3 separate regions of the Mus musculus genome follow, and regions 1 and 3 are each linked to region 2. Evidence: chromatin contacts called from public HiChIP or PLAC-seq data. All regions are on one chromosome and are shown on one strand. Each heading gives the region's core, a stretch centred on a gene start, on an enhancer-like site or on the middle of the called end of the contact. The rest is flanking DNA. Distances are from core to core; before and after follow the strand shown. Region 1 overlaps Gm35154 (a long non-coding RNA gene). Region 2 has its middle 4.8 kb from the start of Gm40639. Region 3 has its middle 28 kb from the start of Gm22503.

The links. HiChIP or PLAC-seq counts read pairs in DNA pulled down with a chosen protein or histone mark.
Region 1: a BATF HiChIP or PLAC-seq map of CD8 T cells shows a contact between it and region 2, with 5 read pairs. The contact joins two enhancer-like sites. A contact is called at or near these places in 1 of 115 datasets of contacts at active chromatin or transcription factors (CD8 T cells) and 1 of 9 other capture datasets (embryonic stem cells).
Region 3: a contact with region 2 is called in a BATF HiChIP or PLAC-seq map of CD8 T cells, with 6 read pairs. The contact joins two enhancer-like sites. A contact is called at or near these places in 1 of 15 datasets of contacts at CTCF or cohesin (CD8 T cells), 1 of 484 Hi-C or Micro-C datasets (liver) and 3 of 115 datasets of contacts at active chromatin or transcription factors (CD8 T cells, acute myeloid leukemia and embryonic stem cells).

What each region holds. Positions count from the first base shown.
Region 1 is chr10:44,674,726-44,678,578 of GRCm38.p6, reverse strand. The region is part of intron 2 of Gm35154 (a long non-coding RNA gene); the gene reads right to left. Among named protein-coding and RNA genes, the nearest start is that of Gm22503, 56 kb to the left of the region's middle. Within about 2 kb of position 1,803, at least 17 of the 459 cell types and tissues checked have an H3K27ac peak or open chromatin away from gene starts, as enhancers often do. A contact at or near this core is called in CD8 T cells, where this site is marked.
Region 2 is chr10:45,017,603-45,021,323 of GRCm38.p6, reverse strand. No RefSeq gene overlaps it. Among named protein-coding and RNA genes, the nearest start is that of Gm40639, 4.8 kb to the left of the region's middle. Within about 2 kb of position 1,608, at least 71 of the 459 cell types and tissues checked have an H3K27ac peak or open chromatin away from gene starts, as enhancers often do. A contact at or near this core is called in CD8 T cells, where this site is marked.
Region 3 is chr10:44,702,066-44,706,027 of GRCm38.p6, reverse strand. No RefSeq gene overlaps it. Among named protein-coding and RNA genes, the nearest start is that of Gm22503, 28 kb to the left of the region's middle. Within about 2 kb of position 1,642, at least 14 of the 459 cell types and tissues checked have an H3K27ac peak or open chromatin away from gene starts, as enhancers often do. A contact at or near this core is called in CD8 T cells, where this site is marked.

The sequences.
Region 1 (3,853 bases), core at 554-3,053, 340 kb after region 2:
AATCATCAAAGAAAACTGACAATAAAATAAAGATAAATAAATAAAACACTAATTACTCATGACTTAGTACTGGATCTGACTACCACCTGGTTTTATAAATAAAGTTTCATTAGGACACAGTCACACTCATTCATTTACATAGTGTCTAGGGCTAGTTCAGAAGATGTCTTGGAGATAGAACGACCCACAAGTCCTAAACTATTTTCCGTCTCTGGCCTTATAGAGAAAATAAAATGACTGACCCTTGATCTAAACCAGTGTTTCTCAACCTGCTGCTACCATTTAATACATTTCCTTATGTTTTACCAAGAAGCTCCCAACCATAAAATTATTTTGTTATTAATTCATAACTAATTTTGCTATGGTTATGAATTGTAATGTAAAATCTGATATGTAGAATATCTAACATGTGACCTCCTTCATGACCCATATTTGAAAACCGAAATCTGGAGGAGATTGTGAAAACAGAACAAAAACCATGCATGCTCCTCAAAGCACTCTTCAGCCACTGCTCTGTGGATAGCAAACCCTGCCATCTACATACCTGTGTTCTTTCAAAAAGTTGACGTGTAAACTAAAATTCAATTTCATCCATAAGCAGCTGCTTTTACCTAAGTCTGTCTGATTTCCTTGTGCTCCATTACTCCCTGGCTAGCTTGTAGCACCTTACTTTGGACAACAGTGGGTGCCCTGCCCCTGCCAAAACATGTTGTGCTCCAGTTAATATACTATATTTTTTAAAAGATCCAGAGACGCAATAGCCAATAACATGATTACTTACTCACAACATGCCAATGAAATATTAGTATTTGTCTAATCATGAACATTATCCACAAACTTGTAACAGTGGGATCATCAAGGGCTCTCCCTCTGCTCACCCACACTTCTTCAACCACTATACCTATAGACTCACAAAGACATTTGGGTATTGGCAAATGAACCCCTCCTTGTTTGGGGAGATGAGCCTGGGCCTGAATTTTGTACTAGAATTACTTTAAGTGGTTTCAGTAAGCGTGGTTCAACACCTGTGCCATCAGCATCATCTGAGAACTTGCTAGAAGTGTAAATTCTCAGGTTGTATCCCTGAATTATTGAATTGGAAATTATAGGGGTGGAGCATAGACATCTGTTGTTATTTATAGTGTTCCCATTGAAGAAAGAAGGAAAGAAATGCTGATTTAAGGACCTGGCATCATTCCTGAAGATGGAACCAGAAGAAAAGAACATTATGCTCCCCATTACTGCCTGTCCATGAAGTCTTTCTCCGGCCAACATTTGCTTTACATGTGCAAATCCCTAGGGAGAAGTATTTCTTCTTTGACTTTACTGGAGCAAATACTGAATAGAAAAACACATTACAATGCACCCAGTGATCAAATATCTGACCTCAATTATGCTCACTGTATTTTGTTTGATGCTTATCAGAGTTCTAGCAATATATGAGTCAGTGTAAAAAATGGATCCTATATATCTACTCCAGTGAACACCTAACCAATACTATGTCATAGTCTGATAAAAGAATTTTTCAGCTAAAAAAGACTGCCAACAAGCATCTCTTATTAAGATGCAAATCAAGCACTTTGAATGAAAAAGTTGGTATCTGGAACTTGGGAACTTTCACTGATGGAAAAGTTGAGAACATTTAGTTGGGGAATGGGCATTTGAGCTAATCCAGCTGCAAATTACATTTTTAGAATTGGACAAATGCACTGTCCAATTAGAGAAGGGTGTATGGGACAGGGCAGTAGCAGAGGAATGACATCCTGAAGAACTAAGGACTAGAGCACAGAGCTGGAGTGAGTGTGACGTAAGAGGAAGTAGAGGGAACAAGATGCACACAGTGGTGCTTTCCTTCATTATTTTAACAGATCACCACAACTTCTGTTTGAGACTAGAAGGAAGCCGGAAGTGAGTCACCACTGAGGTAGTTCAGCAGGACATAAAGGTAGTTAAAGCAGGGGAAGATAGAGAGAAACAGACAGATTTCGGAGCATATAGATTTTCTGATACAGAGTGGAGGAAGCAGGAGTCCAGGCTGACTCCTGAGTTTCAGCTGCAGGGAACTCATTAGCACAAACCCATAACTCAAGGTCTTCCTCTAGAAGAAGACCAAAAGGAAGCAGGCTGAGAAAAACCAGAAGGAAAGACTGTTGCAATGGTAATGGAAGACAATGGAAGAATGAGAGGTTCTGATTCCTACTCATAGAGAAGAACTCAGAAAGAATTGCCATTTTATAGGACACATATTACAACTAGGCATCCTGGCAGAGAATGTGTCCCAGGTTCTTCCTCAGGGAAAAATTTACTCTATCCTTTCAAACCTTATCTCTAATTATAGAGATTTTCATTTTGTCATAAGGATAGATGAAGTCATTAAAGTCTAGTCAAACAAAAAGCTATTTGACCAAATTAATTGTGTCTATAAAATATATGACAGAAGTCTCAGCTGCCCAAGATTCTGTCCCATAATTCTGACTTTTTGATAGCATTGAAAATATCTTAGTCCTAAGACAACTTGCCTCAGAACTTCCCGTGAAGTCTATCAAATATTACCTCAGGTAAAAAACTTCTTCAATCAGTGATGGCCCAGCACTTGGGAGGCAGAAGCAGGAAGATTTCTACAAGTTTGAGGCCAGTGTGGTCTTTAGAGCGAGTTCCAGGATAGCCAAGGGTATACATCAAAACCCTGTCTTGGAAAAATTAATGTTAAACAACAACAACAACAAAAACCTACTTCATACTCAAGGATCCACACAGGCAGGTATAACAAGTTGGCCATCACACAAAAGTCAGCCTAAAGGTTAAAGGCTAGCTGCCAGGACCAGAACCTCAGTCTTCTCATGTCCCCCAGCAATGCAAGTGAAATATAAAATGGGCATCCAGGGCAGCTATGGACTGGGAAGCAACAGAGAAGCATGCACATATGAAACCTAAAGATTCTGTGCACTTGGGAGCTTATACTTTCCTCCAGATACAGGTTATCCTTCACCAAAAATAAAATAAACATCAACAGAAATGTTGTTTGCTTTTGAGTTGTTTACCCTGGGTTACAGGGCCTGATGCTGGTACAATTTCTGTCAAGCTGTTAGTTTCACTTTAACTTTTATTCCAAATGATTCTTTGGCAAGAATGGGACAAGGCTGAAGCAGGTGGCCTCCGAGCATGCATCTATAACTCCCACGTACTGCACTAGGCACTGAAGCTACATCAACTACACTTGATCATCACAGAAATCCAATGGGCTGGTGACTAACCGTTTCATTTCACAGATGAGGAAACTGAGACTTGAAAGCATTAGATAACTTATTACACATGTCTAAGTCAAATACCAGTGAGCTTTTTAGCAAGCCCAATGTTAAAAGAAGCAACACTGTCCAAGGAGAAGTATGACCACATATCAAGCTCTGCCATTAGACAAAGTCAAAATGAGAAGACAGCCAAAGGGGATGGAAGTAAAAGGGAGAGGGCTCAGGTTACCGAAGCAGAGCTGGCAGTGGGTGGAAGGCTTGGCAAAAGCTGATGCCTACATGGCATCTAGTAGAACTAACGCTTATGGAAAGAAGATGCAAATTGGTTAAAGATTAGAAGTTGGCATACTGTTTAGACATTTTTGTTTTTATTTTGCTTCAGTTTGCTGTTTGAGAACTCAGTGGGTATATATTACCAGATTTGTTCAAATCCACTCCCACCACCGTCTCTCCAGTCCCTCGCCTATTTTCCTACCAATTTCCTTTCTAAATTCTTAATTTTATTGTTAAGGTCAGTGAGTTCACTCATGTTATCCATATAATACATTTGTAGCTTCTCTGGGATCGCCTCCCTGATGAAGTGGACTCTTGTTCTGCAAGCATCC
Region 2 (3,721 bases), core at 359-2,858:
TTGGCCACTTTAGCAGTGTATTCTTTAGTGTGGATTCTGTTTCATGCAATGCGTCTTAAACCCAATCAAAAAGTGGCTTGTTACTCCTTTAACATCTGTGCCATAGCACATCTGTATTGCCTGCAGAAGACCACCATTGTAGGTCACAGGGTTTGTAGTTAAGTGGTATCGAGGACAAATTTTTCTCCTCTGGTATTATGCAAAGTACCTTCTAGCACCATGGATACCAGTCGGCAGGGGCAAAGCTTTTAGCTAGGCACCAGCTTAAGTTCTCCCTGCTTGATGACATGAGTAAGTGTATCTTCAGCAATAGGGCATTACTGTCAGATTATAAAGAGTGATGTAACTTTGGCAGTGGTAAAATTTTATTTTTAAACCAAGAAATTTCTGTCTGTGTTACCTCTGTTTACTTCCCATTTTTCAATAAAACATGAATTTAGAAAAATTAAGTCTTTTTAAAAAATTCCATGCATATTTTTTTTATCCCTTATAAAATAATTTAGTTTGTAATGCTGTGTAGGATCATTCCTAGGAGTCTGTGTTTTAGACAATTGATTACTGTCCCAGGTTGAGAGTTGAAAATAGGACTACCCTTATGTGGTTTTAAGCAGAAGGAAGTATAATTCTTCAAAATTCCTGGAAGGACTGCAGGCCGCCATTGACGGAGAGAGCACAGCTAGTTTGTTCTAACACCAGCTCTAACACCCACCCTCTCCTCAGCAGCTTCATGTGTTAAACCGAAAGCAAAGAAAGGCCAAAGCTATGCGTAATCTTTACAGATGCTACAGGCAAAGGGAGATGGTATGAGATGGCCGCGTGCCGCTTTGAACAAGGGCTCATGTGTGAGAACACAGCTGTGATGTGGTTGATCTGGAGGCTGACAAAGGTACCTCGTGTTCTAGGTCAGGAAAGCGGCAACCCTGAGTCGCTTTCTTCCCTTGTGAAACTTATTATCAAGAGATACCAACTTGCTGCCAAGTCAGGGTGTAAGTTTAGGAATGATGCAAACAATCTGAAAGACAGAGACAAAACAAAAATATTTGCTGCTTTGCCAGAGAAACAATGAAATATTTAGCTGTTGTGTGTCTTTTATGCTCCGGAAGCTTCCGAATTGGCAATCTTTGTAACTCTTAGAGTAAAACCGAGGAAAGAGGCTAGGAGAGGCTCATCCTGCTTAGTACCTTCTGGGTTGTTCTAGAGGAGAGATCATCTCATGTATGCAGCCTCGCATAAACCGAAACTGAAAGGCCAAAGGGAATAAAGCTCAGCCTCTTACGCTTTAGGCGGCACTAATGAACATCTTGATATTTATATGTCTTCTAATACTTTAATAACAAGCTATATAGACTCATGTCTCTTCACCACTCCACCCTCACGAGCCCCGCCTCTGCATACTTTCCATCTATATAGACAAAGGTAAACAGTCGGTTTGGGTTAGAAGATGTTATTTGGGAGCCATTCTTATAAGATTCAGGTGGAAGCAGGCAGGGACAAAGAGAGAAGCCTTCCCGCGATGCCATCCCTGGGAGCTCAGCCACACCCTCTCACTGGGAGCACGGACTTTCACTGTGGCAGGAGGTGTTTGTTTCTGGGTCACAGCTCTGTATTGACACTGCTTTTTGTTTTGTTTTGCTTTCTTCTTCTTTCTGAATGACTCAGATGTTGGTCTGTTGCTCTGGGTTAATGGCAGGAACAAATCATAGGGCCCACTGTTGCTAGGCTGGAAGGAGTGGACGTGACAGCTGGCACTCACTGGAGGAAGTTAACATCTGGACGCTGGAAGGCCTAAATCTGGTGACTCAGCCACCCTGCTTTCAGATACTTGTATGCGATGTGCCCATAAACATCTGACACTTCCTGGAGCGGTAATAAAGTTCATGACAAAGATTTTGGTGTCAGTAGTCTCTCTGCTAGGATATTAGCCATAGTGGTGATCAATTCTGAGAATGGATGGACTGTTATTAATTGCTTACAACTTAACACATGCCAGGCTCAGCCCTACCAGTTCATATAGCATAATACTGTGAAAGGTATATTGGCAGGTTTCCCCTCTTTTATTCAAAATAGTCGTTTCTCATATGAAATCAAAGTTTGCTTTGTAATTGGCCAATACCCAATTTAAAATTAATTCAAACTGAGTCCAGTTAGACAGAAGGGGATTCCAGGAGTGTTCACAGAACAAGTGTTATTAGAAGAAATCACAAAAAGGCAAAAACCAAACTTTAGCAAGCACTGAACCTTAACTCAGAGTAACTACGCCTGCTTTAGAAGGCAAGACACTCAACAGAAATTTAGAAGACAAAAATATAAAAGGCTTTGGACATGAACTAGCATAGTCAGATACCGAGGACTGAAGGAACTGGTTCAAACAGCCCAGAAGTATTTGATACAGGGCTGTTCATTCAGAGGGACAAAGATTCTGAAGGTTTTGGTGCATAAGAAAGGGCAGATCAGTTTAAAAGTGCTTCTCCGGGATTACTATAGTTATCACCAACTTTACCTTCCTCTAAAAATCTCATGAGATTCACTAAGTCCCATCCTGGCCCTCATTTACATTTTATTGTTTTGTATTTACACAAAACCCTTCCCTGACAACCGTTCACAGGTATTCAATGGCACCACACTTTCTGAGGCCAGAGACCTGTTATCCTCCTTCTTCATAAATTTATTTTTATTTTACACGTGTAGATGTTTTCCTTGCATGTTTGTCTGTGTACTGTTTGCAGGGATTGGCTGCAGAAGCCAGAAGAAAGTGTTGGAACTGGAGTTAACAGATGGTTGTTAGCAACCATGTCGGTGCTGGGAATGAAACGCGTGTCCCCTGGATGAGCTGCCAGCGCTAACCATTGAGCGGTGTCCCCCATCTCCTGATATCCTTCTTTGTGATTATTTACCGGCACAACACCAAATTCAGCATTCAGCCTATAGCTGGCACTTGCCTGATCAAATTATTGCTGAATGAATGCGTGTAAGAGTGAATGGCTAATACACTGGGCGTCTTGGAAACGAATACTGCTGACCGTGTAAAACAGCAGAGGCTGCCCAGCTGAACTTTCAGGCACGTATTCCATGAAGTCATCATTACGATGCTGTGACAGATGTCTTACTAACTTTTATCCCTTTGTGTTAGAAACTGAAACCTCCAGAAATGAAATAATGCGCATGCTCGGGTGGCTGGCATGGCTGCGGTTCAAATACAGAGCCATTTGTTTCGAAATCCTTTGCTCAGGTCACTCTTCCAAGCTACTGAACTTTGTTCTACCTCAGGTAATAGAAAACTAGGTCAACTTCTCTTGAGTAAAAAGAGGACGGTGGCTTTGTTGGGAGAATAGGGGGAGCTCTGCAGAAACTGAAACTGTTTTTTAGAGCACCAGAGTTGGAACTGAGCGAGGGAAGTTTATCAGACCAGACCCATCCGTGCCGCAGAAGGATGGGGGACACAGACATGACGTAACTCCAGACTCAAATCCTCTCCTTCACAGCTCTGACTTCAAAATCCCCCTTTCAACTGGTTTTAATGTTACCACAGTGCTGGAAAAAATCAAAGCAAATCCTTCGCATGATTTTAGAATATAAATTTCTAACGGGACCCAGACTGGCCTGGGTGCTGCGTGGCCAACATGCTACGGGCAGGAGAAACACAGAAGACGATTTTGTTCCCAGGCTCTGCGCACATCTCCATGGCCTCGTTGCTCCTCATAGCTTGGTTTCCGGGAGGTGC
Region 3 (3,962 bases), core at 393-2,892, 320 kb after region 2:
TTGTAACTCTAGTTTCAGAGGATCCAGTTCTAACTTCTGGCCTCCTTGAATACCAGGCAAGGGTGTAGTGCGCGCGCGCGCGCGCGCACACACACACACACACACACACACACACACACACACGAACACAGGCAAAGATCCACACATATAAAATAATAAAATTAGGAATTAACATATAAAGTTCAGGTTTCTTGACCACAAAGAAGACAAGAGTGATGACTTTCTGCAGCTCCTTTTCATCACAACATGACAGCCCTGACGGAAAAAACCACACCTCCCATGATGGCCAAGCCCACTCTGGCCTTGTGTTAAAAGAAACAATTTCCCGAAAACACCGTAACTTCACACATTGAGATGCTCGTGGCATTTGAAAAAATTGTTTCCACTTCATAATACTGAATTTTCGAAAGTCACTGGATCCCACAGCACCTAATTGCTTTAGAAAAAAAAAGATATGACCTCACAAAAAGTATTTGAGATAGATACTTTAGTGAGCTTAAAGGAATTTTTATGTCAAATGAGTATTTTTCCTTTATTAACAAGACTACTATTTTCTTAAGAAATAAGCCACAGTCTCCAATAACACAAAAAGTTCTTCAGAAGTATCCTCATATTTAACTGTATAACCAATTCTGTAAGACAGTCAATAGCATGTTTCTAAGTGCCCCCTCTCCCCCAGGGCCCAGCCAATCACACACACTGAAAAGTGCCAGAAAGTAAATAAGGCAGCCCCCAAACCCTGACTCCTGGAGTAGAGTCAGGAACGAAAGAGGAAAACCAGTGTCCGAGAAAGGGTTGAGGCAAGGGGTTCCCTTGGGAACCTACTTTGCATGCTTTCCTTTGACAAGGTAGCAAGGACAAGAACCCGAGAAGGAGAGGTGGGATAGTTTAGGTGACATGGGAGGGTTTGAGGGACGTATACATATTTTCTATCTGCAGCTGAATGATAATATCATGAGATTAGACGTTTTCTACGGCACATTTTAGATACAGAGGATGGTCACGGCACATGTAACAGCTAGGGAAAGCATCTCCTGCAGAGTGTCACCCATTACAGATGTCCTCTCTAGCTCATCACAGCTCTCTGTTGGGAGGCCATGACTCCATAAAGGAAGCCGTAAAAGAAACTCAGCTCATTTGTATTGTGACTCCCGTGATCTGAGTGTTAAAAAAAACCTGAAAATGGTCTTCATGGTGCTTTTCTGTTTTTCTTAAGAGCCATACACATTCTAAAAGACATTTGCCACTCTCCCTAGCAAGCACTTTAAAAGTATGTAGGTTAAAAAAGAAAAACCTTCACCTCTCTCGACTGGCAGCCATTGTTTTGGAATATGAACATCTACAGGAATCCACACACCATGACAGGGAAGCAGGGGACACAGACTGGAAAGTCTCTGTCTCCCTAACTATAAGATGTGAACAAAATCACTCCATTTTCCCTAGTCCCCATTTCCCTTTCTTATAAATTATTTTCAATAAGGACACCTCCACCTGCCTCAGAGAGTCACGGAGATAACTCAAGAAGAGCTTTAGGAAAATATTTTGTACAAAGATACAATTTTCATGACATATTTTAATACATGCCTTATGCTTGCAAGGACTGTTTCAGTAAGTGTCTTTGTTAGGCAAAAGTCGAGTTATGAAACTAAAAGTACAACTTTCCATATGATGTGGCATTTCCTGCCCTGTTTTACAAGGCCATGTCCCAGATGGGTGCTTATTTATTACCATATGACCAGCCCAAGTGTTGATTGCTGTTATTAGGGCATGAAAATATTAGCCAAGCCAAGATCCCTGTTGTGAAATGCTAAGGACCATGCAGATGCAAGAAACTAAGTCACTGTGCTTCATTCACGGTTCTAATACCTGAGGAATATAAGGACCATTTCCACAAAACGACTAGAGTTGTGAATATACGACTGATATTACTTTACTGACAAATATTTCTACTGGTATTAGGAGATCACGTAAGATGGCCTCAGGTCCTCCACCCTAGGGCACCACCCTTTCATCCTGCTGAGCTCAGTTCCAGGTGCCTACCTGCCCACTGCCCTGACTTTGAACCACCCTGAGCCTAAGGTGGGAGGTCCTTCCATAGTCTCTGCTTTATTCCCAAGGAGTCTGCCTCAGTGAAGTTGTTGTTTCTAGATGCCAATGTCCTTTGCCTGGTACAAGCGACACCACTCGGCTCATCAAAGTCACTGAAGAGCCCTGTTGAAGTGACCAAAGGAGCCAGGCCAACAAAGTAAACTGTAAAACAGGCCAGGCAGGTCTATCTTCCTGACTACCTAAACTATGACATGGGGGCAGTGACCTCTGAGGTTCTCCTGCTTGGACTTAGAGAAACATACATCCAAACATGGTTGGAAATGTTAGAAAGAATGAGAGAGAGAGAGAGAGAGAGAGAGAGAGAGAGAGAGAGAGAGAGAGAGAGAAAGAGAGAGAGAGAGAGAGAGAGGGAGGAAGGAAGGGAGGAAGGAAGGAAGGAAGGAAGGAAGGAAGGAAGGAAGGAAGGAAGGAAGGAAGGAAAGAGAGCTTGGAACTGGGATTTTTATTTGGAATCTTACCTTTATACGTATTAACAAGTAAATCAAAGTTATCTTCTAAGTTTTTTTAAAGTGGTTGTTTCTAATTCTTAGATGTCATTAGCAAACACAAGTAGGCCACACTCAGAGAAAAAGGCAGCACCTCTTCTCTGTTAGCCTACGAGCAAGGGCTATATGTCAGGACCAGTCTGTTCATCAGTCTATTGTTCTGCAGTACAAGAGAACACTCTATCTATGCCGAATATTTCAGAAGACACTGGCAGGTGACCCAAGGCACAGAGGAAGAAAAATGGCTGGGAAGCGGGTCCTTGTGGCTCCCTTTACCTGTTCCACTGACAGGCCTTGAGCATCCTTAAGAACAGAAGACAGTATGTATTATGCTCTATCCAGTGCTCTGTGGCTCCTCCTCTAGGCATTCTGACAGTTGAGTGTCTGGATGAGAAAAACGCACACCAGAGGGCAGGAAGGCAGCACACATCACTGTGCCCAGATCAGGAAGGCACAGGCAGAGCATGAGGTAGGTTTTATCATTTCCAGTTGAGTCAGAAGATTGAATCTAACTCAGAGTATCACATCCTAGAAGGGCCTTTGAGAGCATCTTGTTCTGCCTTTCCATCTCACAGGGGAAAAGGTCAATCAATATACAGAGGGTATCACTTGCATGGCCTACTGACCAGGGCAGATAAATGCCTTAAGAGAAAATATATACTCCTTCCTGATGCCCATCTCCTGCATGAGGGTTACAGACTTCACTTTGTGCTGGTCAAACAATTCTCAGAAATGGTGAGGGCCAAGAGATTTTATCAATGCTCGAGATAGTACTCTGTCACATGTGATATTACCAGCACCCAATGTCTGCCTCCATTTCAACCCGGAACTGGTCACATGTGTGTTTGTTTCTCAAATCATCTCTGGAAAGCTTTGCTCTACTGTTTGTAACTTAAAAACAAACTCAAAGCGTGACTCCGATGAATTTGACTTAACAACCTTAAAGAAACCACTTTGAAACCAGTGAGCCTGTAAATTGCAGATGGAAACTCTACAGTCTGGAAGGAGGCCATAGTAGGCTTTAACTTAAAGAGAGCCAGTCTGGCCTCAGCTGTGGAGAAAGCAAGGTCTAAAGTTCATAGGGCAGTCTGTGCAAGCTGTCTGGCAGCCTGGCCACAGCCAGGGAAGAAGCCAGTCCTCTTATGAAATAGGAAACGATCTTGCAACACTGGCAAGAGCGGTTCTCAGTGAAAGCGCCCGTGCTGTTCAGCCCTCTACAGGAACTGGTTTCACAGTGTCCTGTGGTATTAGCATCACATTTCACTAGGAGGGTTTTGTAGATACTTCACTGCCCCTCTGGGAGAAACAAAACGGCTATTGATTGGATTCCCCAACTCAACTGTGGAGTAATTAGACCAGGTACTCTTT